2 separate regions of the Hordeum vulgare genome follow, and region 2 is linked to region 1. A link is a contact called in public Hi-C data. All regions are on one chromosome and are shown on one strand. The core of a region is the stretch at or near the end of the contact, and the rest is flanking DNA. Distances in the headings are between cores, read along the strand shown.

The links. A called contact is a pair of places that touch in the nucleus more often than the background predicts.
Region 2: a Hi-C map of leaf shows a contact between it and region 1, with 2.6 times the contacts expected there. The contact joins the promoter of LOC123395219 here to the promoter of LOC123395716 in region 1. A contact is called at or near these places in 3 of 6 Hi-C or Micro-C datasets (leaf and seedling) and 1 of 1 datasets of contacts at active chromatin or transcription factors (embryo).

What each region holds. Positions count from the first base shown.
Region 1 is chr5H:314,439,546-314,447,255 of MorexV3_pseudomolecules_assembly, forward strand. LOC123395716 (ADP-ribosylation factor 1-like) reads left to right here and starts at 2,831. Exons shown (of 6, transcript XM_045090745.1): 1 at 2,831-3,146; 2 at 4,088-4,158; 3 at 4,481-4,600; 4 at 5,010-5,128; 5 at 5,222-5,303; 6 at 5,488-5,681. The coding sequence starts at 2,999. The coding sequence ends at 5,493.
Region 2 is chr5H:314,568,315-314,576,024 of MorexV3_pseudomolecules_assembly, forward strand. LOC123395219 (bifunctional aspartokinase/homoserine dehydrogenase 1) reads left to right here and starts at 4,662. Exons shown (of 12, transcript XM_045090170.1): 1 at 4,662-4,911; 2 at 4,990-5,140; 3 at 5,314-5,391; 4 at 5,616-5,731; 5 at 5,849-5,902; 6 at 6,163-6,250; 7 at 6,339-6,431; 8 at 7,067-7,107; 9 at 7,563-7,616. The coding sequence starts at 4,798.

The sequences.
Region 1 (7,710 bases), core at 1,581-4,080:
GCCATATGCTACAGCCCACGGCACACGGCAAAGGGCCCGAGCATGGTGGACGGCAAAGGGTCGCCCGGTGGCACACGGCAAAGGCCCCCCTGGCAGACGGCAAAGGGCCGGAGCATGGCGGACGGCAAAGGGCTGCCCCCTGGCAAGTGTGGCCGCCGCCTGGCAGACGACAAAGGGCCACCCACTGGTGGACGACAAAGGGTCGCCCACCGGCAAACGGCAAAGGGCCGCCTCCTAGCAGACGACAAATGCTCCGTTAGCAGCCTAACGGAGTAAGTACCTCGCTGCTGATGTTGACCACATTTTGTCGTCTGCTCGGGGCTTCAGCTGACAGCAAAGATCTTTGTCGTCCGCTACATGGCGGCAGACGGCAAAGAAGCTCTTTATCGGCCCTAGGAGGCGCAAAAATTTTGTCGGTCGTCCGTGAAGTGGTCCTTTATCGTCCGCTATGGCGGACGGCAAAGAAGCTGATTCGTGTAGTGCTTGTAGATCGAAAGTATGTCTAGAGGGGTGACTAGACTACTTGACCAAATAAAAACTTAACCTTTTCCCAATTTTATCGATTGACAAGTTTTAGCAGTTTTACCATGTCTAGCACACCCTAAGCATGCAAGTCTACGAGTATAGTGGCGAAAAGTAAATACATGCAAGTGTAAGTACATGATAGGGATAGGAAGATCAAATGCAATGAAGACATGGAGATTTTTGGCGTGGTTTCGATATTTGGTGCTATCGTACGTCCAAGTTGATGGAGACTTCAGCCCACAGAGGGTAATGACTGCGCGAGTCCATGAAGGGCTCCACCTACGAAAGGTCCACGGAGAAGCAACCTTGTCTATTCCACCATGGCTTGCGTCCATAAAGGACTAGCCTCACTCGGGGTGGATCTTCACGAAGTAGGTGATCACCTTGCCCTTACAAACTTCTTGGTTCAACTACACGCGAATTGGAGGCTCCCAATCGACACCTAACCAATCTAGGAGACATTACTCTCCAAAAGGTAATATATGTGGTATGGATGACAAACTCCTTGCTCTAGTGCTTCAAGAGATAGTCTCATCAACACTCAATCACTCTCTCATAGAATTTGGCTTGACGGAAGATATTGGTCGGGTGGAAAGCTACTTGGGGAGGCTAGAAATCAAGATTCATATGGTTGGAGTGGGAGATCTTGATATCAACACATGGGTAGGTGGTTCTCTCTCAGAAAATGAATGGTGGAAGTGTTTGCTTGTTTTGAGTGCTCTCTATGCGAATGAGAGTGAGATGAAGGGGTATATGTAGCCATCTCCAAAAATCCAACCGTTACAACATTATTGCCCAACTCGGTGGAACCGAGTATACACTCGGTTAAATTGACTAGTGCAAAATGTCCTAACTTTTGGCGTTTTGGTGAGACTGATACAAAACAACTCGGTGAGTCCAATTCGGTAGACCTAGGCAGTTCCACTAACTCGGTGGCACCGAAACGCAAAATTTGGAAATTTTGATTTTTGACAATTAGACACCGGCAAGGTGGTCACTTCTTTTCGGTTGTATCGAACCAAAAGATGGTTGCACCGAATTGCTAGGGTTTGGCTTGGGTTCTGTCTAAGGTGGAACTCGGTGGGGCAGATAGAGATTTGTTGGTGACACCGAATTTGACATTTGGGTTTTGGACAAAATCTTTTGTGAGAGTTTGACTGAGGTTTTTAATGGTTAATCTCTAAGCACTTTAGGCAACCAGATCATTATCAATACTTCATCCTTTTTGTAATAGTACTCACCTTCGTATGGACTCAATTGTGATTTCTCACATAAAATAAAATATAGAGTCTTGAAGCTCTTGCGAGATGATGTTCCTTGCATCTAGGGAATCCTCCTCACAGTCCTAGCCAACTCAGCCATTGGACTTTTTTCTAAAATATACTTGATAGACTCATAGTTCGATGAGCTATATGTTGTTGTTAATTACCAAAATCACATAAGAAGAAGTTGTGCTTTCAACACTCGATCTGAAATAGAAGCATGTGCTACTGCCAATTTTAATACAATTAAGAGAGATTGGGTAGAATCTTACTTTCTGAGCACATACTAAGAACCTTGTGCACGTGTAAAATCTCAGCTGGTAGACGATGGTGCTCGCAAGGAACAACAGGTGTTATCTCAATGCCCATGTACTCTTGGTCTTCAATGCTAGCACGGATCTACAAAAAGCAAAATGAACCAAAATCCCCAAATCAATTTGAATACCTAAACTACCGAAAACGTAACCCTAACCCTAGTTCCATCACTGACTTGGTATTGCATGCCGTCGTCCGCGGAGTTGATGTACTGCAGGCTAGAGTAGTTGTCGCTGCCCTCGTCCCCGTACAACATGAAACAACGGCGATGGCGGTGTCAACGGTCGATGGCAAATTGGAGAGAGGAGGGTGAGAGCTCGATCTATGGTTCGAGGGAGAGCGAGAGTGAGGCGTGCGGCTCGGTTCAAACCGAACCAACCACTTAGACTAACCAAGCCGACCTCGTCCTAGCCAGCGGCGCGACATTTGTCGGTTGGCCAACGTGTCACCTAACAAGTAGGGTTGTGCGATCAGATACAGTTTCAACGTGTGTTTATACGGTACTTGCATCGTTTTGCAACAATTAAGTTATGAAATGATACTGTCACGAAAAAAATACTAACGGTTACAACGTGGCCATGCTATACTCCATGCCATTGCATCTTCCCGCCGCCCTAATTCAGTGACAACTTGGTCCCACAAACCCATCACGGAGGGAGCCCTCTCACATCTCGCTTACATGCTGGGCCCACCAGACGTCAGCCAAAACGAATCCCTCCGCCTCGCGTAGGACGCACGCTCTCCTCTTCTTCTCCAAAGGCAAGTAGGCAACCACACCTCCCTCTGCGCCTCCCTAACCTCTACTCGCTTGTGCTTTGGGCGATTCAACCCGAGGAGAGAAGAGGAGAAGAGAGGGGAGGAGGCGGCGGTGGAGGAGAAGTTTGGTAGGGAGATCGATGGGGCTGTCGTTCGGGACGCTGTTCGGGGCGCTGTTCGCCAAGAAGGAGATGCGGATCCTGATGGTCGGGCTCGACGCCGCCGGGAAGACCACCATCCTGTACAAGCTCAAGCTCGGCGAGATCGTCACCACCATCCCCACCATCGGTACCGACGCTATTCACCGCGCTGCTATTTTCTGCTCCAGTTTCTTCCTGTCGCGCTCACGGTCATACGCCCAAATCGTGTATGCGGTGGGTGCAAGGGCTGGCCTGGCTCGCATGAATTGCTTCCGCCGTTGGTGGCATAAGAAAAATTAGAACTCTGAATTATTCATATGCTTTCTTTCACTTCTGTCTAATCTAGAGTGTTAGATTTTTGTGCTGGTAGCCTGGTACCAATTGGATTCTGTACTTGGAACAATTGATTTTGTACTTGTGCCAGTTCAGTCCCCTATCGTTTAGCTACTGCTTCGTTTGTCCGTGGGTGTCTGCTGCGTACGTGGAATCAAAGATTTTGAGATACTCTCGTTCGGTTAGAGCTAATTTTGTTAGGTTCAGCAGCCTAAGTTGCTACCATAGGTTGTCCTAGAATCCGTATCGTCGTTTTCAAAAATAATAATAATATATATATATATATATATCGTTGAACATGTTTAGGTTTGCCAGAATAATAAGTAGGGAAAATTAACAATTGTGATTTCAAATCCAAACCATTGGCAGCGATCCAGTTAGGGGCCTTCTATTGCAATATGGCTTCACTGCAACAGTCTTGTACTCTTGTCATCAAATTGTCTATTTCAGATGTTACTTCTGTTAGGGTGGAATACTTCCTACCTCCCTTTGGGAAAAAAGTGGTGAAATACTTGCCAATTCAAGGATGCTTATACCTTCCTTTTTTATTACCTCCGTACCAAGATATAAGACGTTCTAGTTTAGCCTACAAAAACATCTTATATTTTGATTTGGAGGTAGTTTTTTGTCAATCCATGTATGATCTAGGGGTTAACGTTGTGGTTGCTTACTCATTGGTTTTTCTTGTTTTGGTTGGGAGGCAGAAGTAAGGATTACATATGGCTGATGATATCGTTTTGCTTTTGTTTACACAAGGGTTCAACGTGGAGACAGTAGAGTATAAGAACATCAGCTTCACTGTTTGGGATGTCGGGGGCCAGGACAAGGTGAGGGTTTCGCTCTTTTCTTCTTCTTGGATCACTCTTTGCTTGTTATTTCCTTGTTTGTCGTCACATGAATATAATCACCTGATTGCAGTTACTAAAATGTTTCCTTGACAAAAGTCTTGGGACATGTTTGGTTGCCATCCACACTTTGCCACATTTTTGTGCCAGGAGTGTAGCAAATTGTGGCAAGGGTTTGGTCGCAGCCACAGTTGTGGCATAAAAGTGTGGCTAAGTTTTGGGGTCAGCCAAACATGCTCTTAAGATGATAAGTATATTTATGCAAAGACAAGCTGATGATTTATGTATGCCATTTTCAAAACAGATAAGGCCTTTGTGGAGGCACTACTTCCAGAACACTCAGGGCCTTATCTTTGTTGTTGACAGCAACGACAGAGACCGTATTGCTGAGGCAAGAGATGAGCTCCACAGGATGCTGAATGAGGCAAGTGCCATATGTACTTGTTGAAATCTTGGATTTTGTTATCTTCTGTAGACACACAATCTAATTTTTGAAACAGGTATATTATAGAAGTATTGAACATTACATTCAGAGTGATGTATAAAATTTTACAGCATGAAGAATCTTATCTTATTGCACATGGTACACCTTGTGGATATCAATAATGCTGTGTCCCGGCAACTAGAATACTTTGTATGCTTTACATATGGTGATTTTGAGAACTTGATTTTACACCACTAATAACTAATAAGCCTATATTATCATTTACTTTTTTCACCTTACAATGGTAAATCATTCTTCGGAATTTTATCTATGTCTGCCTGTGAAGTCAGTTCCCACAGTAATGTTTTTTTACCGGATTCCCTCAGTAATGTTTGCTAACTGTCACTAGGACGAGCTGCGCAATGCTGTATTGCTTGTTTTTGCTAACAAGCAAGATCTTCCCAATGCCATGAATGCTGCTGAAATAACAGATAAGCTTGGTCTACACTCTCTGCGTCAGCGACACTGGTATTTGACCCTCGCTGATTTTATACCTAGACTAGATAATTTTTTTGCTAAGGCTTGCTGATAAGCTTGGTGTTACTTTCCATTCTATCGCAGGTATATCCAGAGTGCTTGCGCCACAAGTGGAGAGGGTCTGTATGAAGGGCTGGACTGGCTCTCCAACAATATAGCCAGCAAGGTTTCTATCTAACACTCAGGGCTGGAATGGCATTTTTTGGGTCAACTTTGCTCTGGTGTTTATTTTTTGGGGTTCTAGTAGTTCAAGCCTTTCCCCGTGTTCAGCGTACTTGCATTATGACCTTGATGTTCAGAATAAATGATGCATGACACTAACAAGTGCTATTTTCTTAACTGGATTGCAGTCCTGAAGGCAGAAGCAACTAGCGTCTGGACAAATGACTGGAATATGTAGGCATGTTAAAATGCTGCCAGGGTGTTGACATGTCTTTGTAAGCTCGATCTTTGAGCTGTTATCACACTGTTACTATGTTGTATCAATGATTGAATGTACACACGAGGAAACCCTTTAAGCTACAGTGAAAATGATACCATGTCAGGTGCTCCTGGCCTGAGCCTGATGAGCGATGATGATCCTGCCCTCGTTTTGTGAGCCGAGAAGTAGTCTGCACGTGATTAATCTCATTCCTGCGTACAATTGATTTTTGTGTACCTAGACAACGAACGCTGCGACGTGTTTGGTAATTGAGGATTCTGGTAATCTCGTTTTGGATAAGCTGGTTTTGCAGATTTGGCTTTGGTTAACGCGGATAAGCTGGTTTTGCAGATTTGGCTTTGGTTAACGCACTCGTGGCCCTCACGAAAGCCAACAGTTGTCTTGTGGTCCTTTCTTTTAAAGGAAAGGAAGTTAAACCCCGTTTTCTACATCAATCGATGTAGTCATCTTTATTAATTATTTTACAAAGGTCTTATAAAAATATATATCAATCTGTCTGAAGCCGTTACTCATACCTACAAACTCGATAGTGTGAAGTGCTCTTACTCCTAATATCTAAAATCAGTGTCGTCGTTAATTCATCCACATAACGTATCGGGACCAACAGACGGTATAGTAGGCCTAAAGCGTACACCACACTATTTAGAAGCCGCTATCATTATCAGATCACTGACTCATCTTCAGAAGAGAGATCCGCATCATCCTTGCCAATCCGAACATCCATCGACGTCACCACGGCGCCACCGCCCTGCGCTCATACGTCGAAACGTGAAGACTCTGGAAGAACTATCGTGCGTAGCACCTGCTAACCAGACATGACTCAGCATAGCACCTGTCGGCCACGCATGACTTGTCAGCTCCACCAAAGCTCCCGTGCAAGACGAAGCCGCTCCACCTCCTGCCTCTGTCATCCAGCGCTGCTCCACAAACGATGCCCGCAAGAGCGAAACGGCATCGCAGTATCGCCATCGTCCGATCTGAAAGACCACATCCTGGGGTTTCCCCCGAAGTAGTGCCCACCATCAAGAGTCGTCAAGGCCCCACACAGTGCCCAGCACCACTCAGCCCTCAAGGCGACGCCTTCATAAAGGTCACGACATCAAGGATGACGGCGGCCGCTCACCGGAGTTAGGGTTTTCACCTGAAAGGCGGGTAGGGGGAAGTGGAGAGCGGACGTAGACCAACGTCTCCAAGAAGAAAAGCGGCGCCCTCGAGCGTCCTCGTCGGTGCGGCCGATCAAGGGGTTTCCCCAAATCTGAATCTCATCCACCAGCTTCACCCACGGCCACCGATCAGGGTCCCGGCATGCCACGCCGGTGAAAGGACCATGGTGTCGCCTAGAGGGGGGTGAATAGGCGTTTTAAAAACATCTACGGATTTGGCTTTATCCTAATGAGGAAGTAAACTAAGAGGATACTTTTCAAGCACAGATCCTAAATATACTAGGCTCAACTACGTGCACCAACAACTTGTTCGACCAAAATGAACACAACAAGATTACTCACAAGCAGAAGTAAGTTACACAAGCTTACTTGAGCAATATCACAACATATGTAAGTGTATGACACAAGTTAGCAAATCACACTAAACACAAGATATATCAATAGTAGCAAGTATGAATTGCGGGATATAGAGTGTAGTCCTAAATGATTAATCTTTATAGGGAAATAGCCAACACAATATAATGAGGACAACAATATGTAGTGAATGTATGCTCAAGTAACCAAAGTAAACCACAAGTAAGGAGTTAGGATTAGGGATAACCGAAGTCACGGAGACGAGGATGTATCCCGATGTTCACTTCCTTAGAGGGAAGCTAGTCACCGTTAGAGAGGCAGATGTTACCACGAAGTCACACTAACGCCACGAAGGCTCGCCCTATTCTCCTAGAGACAACACCACGAAGGTGTTTCTCAACCACTAGTGGTAGGCCTTTGAGGTGGCCTCCAAACCCTCACAAATTTTCCAGGGGAAATCACAAAGGTTTGATTCCTCTCTGAAGAACTCCTACCGCCTAGGAGTCTCCAACCTCCAAGAGTAACAAGATCACACGAACTGCTCAAAACTTGCTCAAATCACAAATAACTTTGGTTGAGAGGAGGAGAGGCAGACGATCTAACTTTTGATTGGA
Region 2 (7,710 bases), core at 3,412-5,911, 130 kb after region 1:
TTTGGAGTTAGGGTTTGAAAGATATGAATATCTTAAAAAGCATTTAAATTTTAAAAAAAGAGTGAAAAGGGGGCAAGGTTGGGGTCAAACTCAGGTCTCGTAGGTGGGGCAATAAGTGTTTGGCGAGTGGGCTAGTTGTGTTCTTGTGGTTAGTCCAAGCCGCACTCTATATAAACCAAAGCAAACGGTCCATGCAAGATGTGTTTGGTTGAAGGTGCCATTATGAATGAGTTTGGACCATCCATTTTTTAAGGACGAAACTATTACACTCATGTGTTTGGTTGTATATAAGAGATGAGTTAATTATTTGGAATGGGACCACCAGTCATGCTAACAATATCATGCATGCAACGGGCGACCATAGGATTAAACCGATTTTTTGGGGTGGAATTGTTCAACATCTTCAGACCATATTTTCTTTTTTTGAGTGAAACCGTTCAAGTGCTTTAAGACCAAACATGTCTATTTTTTGAACCATCCCAACCCATTCATAGCCACCTTTGCAACCAAACGCACCCGTAGTAAATTGACTCGTTTTTCACTCATGTATGTATGTATGTATGTATGTAGCATCGGTGCACGGGAGAAAACACCCCCACCCATCCACACATGTCCTTACCCATTGAGCATGGCTAAAGACCTGACACCTCATGCCATTAACAAATAAACATGACTAATACCTCATCCTTAAGTGCCTTCATTTCAATATCACATCACACCCATGTTTCCGCTTGTCCTTTTTGCCGTCCTTGTCGCTTGTGATTGTAATACCAATTGTCACTAATCAAGGTTGTTCAAGTCCAATAGATGGATCGTAGAGCCTCCTTTATGTCCGGTGAGATCAAGGGCATCGAAGAAAGTTTTTTTTTCATCCGAGTGATATAATAGGGAAAATCACTACACGTAATATATGTTCATATTATCCTATAAATTGAGTAGTTTGTGTGAGATAGTCCATGAAACCTTAGTTGGACATCACATGCATTGTGGCGGGTGTCACTAGCCGAGCAAGGCTGCTCGTATGTGAAGACGTGACGGAGAAAAGTATTCCTTTCATACCCCTAGTTTAATAAATTGAACTAAAACAATGGATCCGCGGTCATATTTAAGAAATTGACCGAATTTCATTAGTAGGTATAGATTTGAAAAAAATGTAGATACATACCTTCCAGTTTTCAAACAAATTTCATGTTTTGAAAGACGCTTGCCTTTTCAAATTCAATTTTTTAAAAAATGCTTGTGTTTCTAAAAATGTATGCAATTTAAAAAAAATCACTACAGTATTCCTAGTTTTCAAAAAACGTATTTAGAAAACATTCAGGTTTAAAAATAAATAAATAATTTTTTTTGGAAAAAATATTTGAGTTTTAATTTTTTGTTCACAATTTTGCAAAATATTTGCGTTCTAAAATATATTCACTTTTTCCAAAGAATTCTTTTTCTTTTGCTTTCGGTATCTGGCGCGGCTGTTAGCTCAATTTAATATGTCGTGCTGCCAATTGAACATCAGATCTTGTTTAGTCTAGTGGTTGGCATTGTGAGAAAACGCCTAGGTGCTTACGGACGAAAAATCTGATCCCATCGTAAATGATTTTTAGAAAAACAATCATCTCTTTAATATTAGGTATAGAATATCTTAGTTTTTTCGTTGTTCGATGTTTTGGCTTTGGCGGCAAGGGCGCCGAATAAAGAAGTTTTGGATTCTCTCGAGATGAGGCTATCAGGTCTAGGTTTGGCGATGAATTTGAGAACTAATCTGTTCAAGCAGAGATGTTGTGGCAGCGGCATCCTTGCGGTGGACTTGTGTCCTCGGGCTCCGCCATTGGGACGGCGTCTGCTCCAACGCCGTGCGGAGATTTGGAGATAGTCCATGAGCAGATGCAGATAGTGGCATGTATCGACCCATTTGAAAGACGGATCATGTGTTGGGTTCATGGTTGGTGGCTAGCAGGTATGGTTTACTCCTCCGATGCCTTGTTCGTACGAGGGTGCTATATTTGGAGTTCAATGACGTGTCTAGGGTGTTGCCTCAGTCTGATTCGTTCAACGAAAAATGGCTTCGCCTTTGGTGAGCCACCTTGAAGATCCGTAAAGTTGCATATCAATGATGGAGCTGTGTCAAGTTCGGGTGAGAAGGTGACCCGTCATTATTTCCTTTGTGGCTCTTATGGTGGTGTCAGAGGCAGGGCGATGGACATTGGTATAAAGCTCACGGAATTCTTCGATCTTAATTGCAATTTTCCTTATTGGTCAGTGTTATTTTTTGCGAATACGCAAAGCTTGCGTATCATTTAATTGATTGATAGAAAGAATATAATGAATACAATGGTGATGCAACACATGACACGAACGCATGCAAGCATGAACATGGTCCCCGGATGCTCGGCCCGATTAGAGGATATAACACATCTAAATCTACCAAGCCCGAACTAAGAGCGGCAATACAACCAACAATAAGCCCAACATATCCAAAGCCAACTTCGAGGACATCGCGAGCGGGCAAGAAGAAAGACAACGCCGAGACGTCATCGCCATCCGATCCAGGGGATCCGGACCTAGGGTTTCTCTTGAGCTCGAAGAGGGGCGCAACTAAAGGCCATGACATCGCCTCCAAGAAGGGAAACGACACCCACGGGCGTCACCGCTGCCGGCACCGGCAAGCTGAACATGGATTTGTCCCCTGACCTAAGGCTGAGCAATCCCATAGCCGCGAAATGTGAAATCAATGATGAGGAGACCAACATTGATCGGAATCGCCATGTCAGTAGGGAGTTGTTGTGGCTACACCCGCCGTCGGAGGATGACACCTCAACCACATTTCTTGGTCGGTGTTCCTTTGTGTAGAAACTAGTATTCTATATTGTCTTTTCAGTTTGTGAGGTTGATGGTTACGTGACTTGTATTATGATTTTATTATATGAAAATGAGACACCTCTTACCATGTAAAAAAATTGGCTCGGATTTTCTGGAAAAAAATTGGTTCGGTTTTCATAGTTTTTATAGCTAAATTTTATTGGATGGTTAAAATGTAGCTATAATCACCTCTTTTTCTTAGCAAAAATCACAACATAATCATTAGACCCATTTAGCCAGCGAATGTTGTCTGGGGATGATATTTGCAAATGTTTTTTATGGCAAATCCTTTAGAATAAAATGACAATTTATTTATAAATACTTTTTCTGTATCTAAATAATTGTAGTTGAGGGAACTAGATTAGTTCTTCGCAACTACAATTATTTATAAACGGAGGGAGTACGTGGCAAATTATTACAACAAAAGGATTTTGCTATGAAGAATTGTCGTGTTCGCTGAAAGACATTGTAATATTCCCGCAACATAAAATACCATGACAAACGTTGGTAAATGCCATCCCAGCGATCGTCCACTAAATAGCATTACTACCGTACTAGCAAAAGGGTCCGTGCGTTACAACGGGAGAAAAAATACCACGCGTTTTTAATCTTTTTATAATCATTTTGATTTATTAAAATAATAAGCTAACTAACTAACGTAGTCAGTCCTATCCTATTTTGTTGAGAAATCAACCCGTCCATTGTTAATTCCACCATGATGAGAAATTGAGCGGGACAAGCAAAGCAAAACATAGAGGCTACGTGAATTGATCAATGTACTGTTATTTTATTTCACTCATGGGGTAGAGAATGTGGGATCAGATGACAAACTGAAGGTGGTGTTCCATTCTCTGTCTCTACAACAATACAATCTTACATTCAATACATTCATTCATCAGCAAACAAATCCCCACAAAACAAAATTTCTTGCCGGTGCTTGGCACACGGTTAGAGGCATGGGGAGGGGATCTCACCAGATGATGAGTTCCTGCCGGAGGAGGGGATACGATGAGAGGAGCAAGGGTTAGGCGCCTCTATCTGGCCATAAGGAGTCGCCGTTGCCACGCCATAACCTCGGAGTTCCCTGTGTGAGCCATGGAGGCCCGCCTCCACCTGCAAGTACTTCGCTTCGCCGTGTTGCCGCCGTTCTGCGTCGAGCAGACGCATCATCCCAACTCACTGTAGCTGTCGCGTTGATTTGATCCAGAAGCTGTGCTCGAGCGCCGAAACGGGGGCAGCAAGCGGACAGAGGTACGGCCGTGGAGGCGGGTGGTTTGAGATCGACAACAGTGGTGGTTGAGGTCGGCCGCAGCGGCGAGTGGTGTGGCAGCGGCCTGGGCACAGGACAGGGTGGACCAGGGTCGACGCGATGCTCTCGAGCGCCGCAACGGGGGCAGTGAGCGGGGAGAGGTACGGCCGCGGAGGCGGGTGTGTTGAGATCGACAGGGGTGGCGGTTGAGATCGGCCGCGGCGGCGAGTGGTGTGGCGGCGGCCTGGGCACGGGCCAGGGTGGCCCAGGGTCGACGGGAGGAGGCAATGCGTACGGGTATAATTTTTGCAGCGAATCGTTTTTTTCTTTTGCGTTGCAGATAAATGATGAAGCGCGGGTTGAATAACAAAAATTAAGGGGATTTTTTATAAAAATGCCGCGGTAGGTTTTCCGACGGAAGCAATAGCCGCTTTATTATTAGGTAGGTATGGAAGTATAGATATAGATATAGATATAGATTTTTTCAAGGAGAATCACAACATATGTTTTTTTTAGTGGCATGACAACATATGTCAGCGGTAGGTGACAACGTTGGTGTGGTACGGGCGGCCCAAACGACCGAAGCCCCAACGGAGCAGCTAGAAACTCTGCTGCCGGCGCTAGGAACACTACTCCAGCAGCTCCTCTCTGGACCAGACGAGACGAGACGAATCGAAGCCGATCCGCCTTTCCAAATGCCGCAGGCGCAGGCGAGGTCGGTCCTGCCGGTGGTGCTCCTCGGCTGCGGCGGCGTCGGCCGCCACCTCCTCCGCCACATCGTCTCCTGCAGGCCGCTCCACGCCAACCAGGTCAGGTTCATCCACCCGCCGCTTTCCCCTCCCCCGATTCGGCGGCGCTCATGCGTGCTTACCTGCTTCTGATTATAGGGCGTCGCCATCCGGGTGGTGGGCGTTGGCGACAGCACTTCGCTGCTCGTCGCAGACGACGTCCGCGCCAACGGCCTCGATGACGCGCTCCTCAACGACCTCTGCTCCGCCAAGTCCGCCGGCTCGCCCCTGTCCTCGCTGCTCGCTCGCGGTATGTAAAGTTTCATTCCATCCGCATCGATCCTTATGTTGCAGCGCAAGTGGGTGCGGCATTCTTCAGAGCACTATGTGAAAAATACGGGCATCGATCGGAGTTTAATCTACTTTTCTTCCCGTACATGCAACGGAATTTGATGTATGACTGGATTGGTTGCGGAAATCCAGGGCACTGTCAGGTGTTTAACAAGCCGGAGGCAATGGGGAAAGTCATCGATGCCGCTACCATGCTTGGAAGAACAACCGGTTTGTTAGTTCTGCACTCTCTTGCTCATATATCATAGACAACACACCAACCCATTTCACTCGCACACCATATATTATGCTTGCCACATTATTTATTTAAATCAATAGAAAACATAAAATGAAAATCCCAGCTTTCCTCTGTGTGATGATTTTGATGATACTTCCTGTTTTCGATCTATGGATCTTCTTTACAGCTTGTGTTACACTTGAACACTTTTTTGTAGGTCTGGTGATAGTTGATTGTTCTGCAACTTATGACACTGTTGGTGTGCTGAAGGATGCCGTGGATCATGGATGCTGCGTTGTTTTGGCAAACAAAAAACCTCTTACATGTGCTTATGTAAGGCCATCTCGACTCCTAGTCTTACTAAGTGATGTATAAGATTCACTGGTTTATATTCAGCCAATGAGATAAGTTTCATATGTGCTTTACCTGATTTGCTTGCTTTTTGTGCAGGAGGATTTTAAAAAGTTGACGTCCCACTTCCGTCAGATAAGATTTGAATCTACAGTATGCACATGTTATTAGTAATTATTTCTTGATTTCTTGCTCTTTTCATATTGTATATTTGCTCATCTTTTTGTGAAGTGTTCTGATAGTTTGTTCATCACGCATGTTCATTTTGTGTAAAAAGTTATTGTGACTGGACTGTAGGAGTCAAACCGTGTATATTACATTATCTTATTTGCTTATTCTCACTGTTTATTTGATACCTGATGTTTCAATTTTTACAAAGGACATCCACCAATCTTTGCAATTCTTACTTCCAGGTTGGAGCAGGTTTGCCTGTAATAGCTTCTGTAACCCGCATTATTGCATCTGGAGATCCAGTTTCCCGAATCGTTGGCAGTCTGAGTGGTACATAAATTTTAGCATGCTTGTTTTGATAATGCAGTGTTTTACAAATGACAATACAATACACTCCTTCCTTAATACACTATCGTAGGTACACTTGGCTATGTGATGAGTGAGCTGGAGGATGGAAAGAAATTTAGCGAAGTTGTGAAAACTGCCAAGGCTCTTGGTTATACAGAACCAGGTCTAAAAGATGTATACTCACCTCATATCTGTCATCACGATATTTATATATGTCTAGTTGTTTACCATTGGTTAATGAGAAGAAAATTACGTTGATATAAGCTTATTTCCAGGAAGCTATGGTACATAAGTAAAAGATAGTTGTATCATTGGGTTGGAAGGAGAATGGATAATTTTATTCGGATTGAAGCAATATGTTGCTACATTTATCTGTATTATGCCATATTAATATATTCATTTCTTCTAACAGACCGCTGTTTGATGAGTATATGGAAAATTGGTAAAGCTTAGGCTATACGATGGAAATATACTGATGTACTCCCATGCTATTTTTTCTACTTTTCATTAGTAAACTTTGGAAACAGAATCTAAAACGTGCACTTATGATTGTCTCAAGGCATGAGGTTTTGGAACGTAGCTATAGGCCTAACCTACTTCCCTAAAAACACAAGAAATCAGAAAAGAAAAAAACAGTTCACTGAATTGAGTTATATTTTTGTGTTTGTCTTTTCTTTGTGAAAACATCCGAAAAGTGCATATAATTTGGTTTTTAGCTAAGGACTAGGGTGCATATACTTTGCTTAACTTATGCTTTACATGGGAAAGTGCATTTACTCTGTTGTTTATTTTTTGTAGATCCACGTGATGATCTCAGTGGGATGGATGTGGCTAGAAAGGTTAGATAGCTCATGTCTCTGCATGCATTGAGTTAGTTAGCTGTGTTCTACTCATGAATACCAACATAATTCTCTTTACTTGTGTCTTTGTTTAGCCTTTGGCAGTATTTTTCTTCTTCTGCTAAGTGAAGTAGTGAACTGATATGTATATTCTAACTGCTGTTGCATGTTACTTTTGATGAGTGTATGTTTTATTGCAAGGATTCGATAAAGAAAACCTTAACCAGTACAACCAAAAGCACAAAATGCCCATCCAATTCAAACAGGACGGGCCTACTTTATCTTATCCTATTTTGAATTTCAATACCTTCACCTTCCGGATATCCCATTTATATTTGGTCTACATCGAATAATATTATGTTCCTCCAGAAAGGGAACTTATGTTCAGGTTTCAAATGTTTAATAACTTTCATTTGATTCTTTTTTAATTTGTCAAAAATTCGGTATGTGTGCAGGCATTGATCCTAGCTAGGCTTCTCGGGCAGCAGATCAGCATGGAGAATATCATTGTATGCCTATCTATAATACTGTTCAGCAATTTGAATCATTCTGATGCGCTTGTTTTTGTACAAACATGGTTCCTTGTGCACGGGGTGCTGTTTT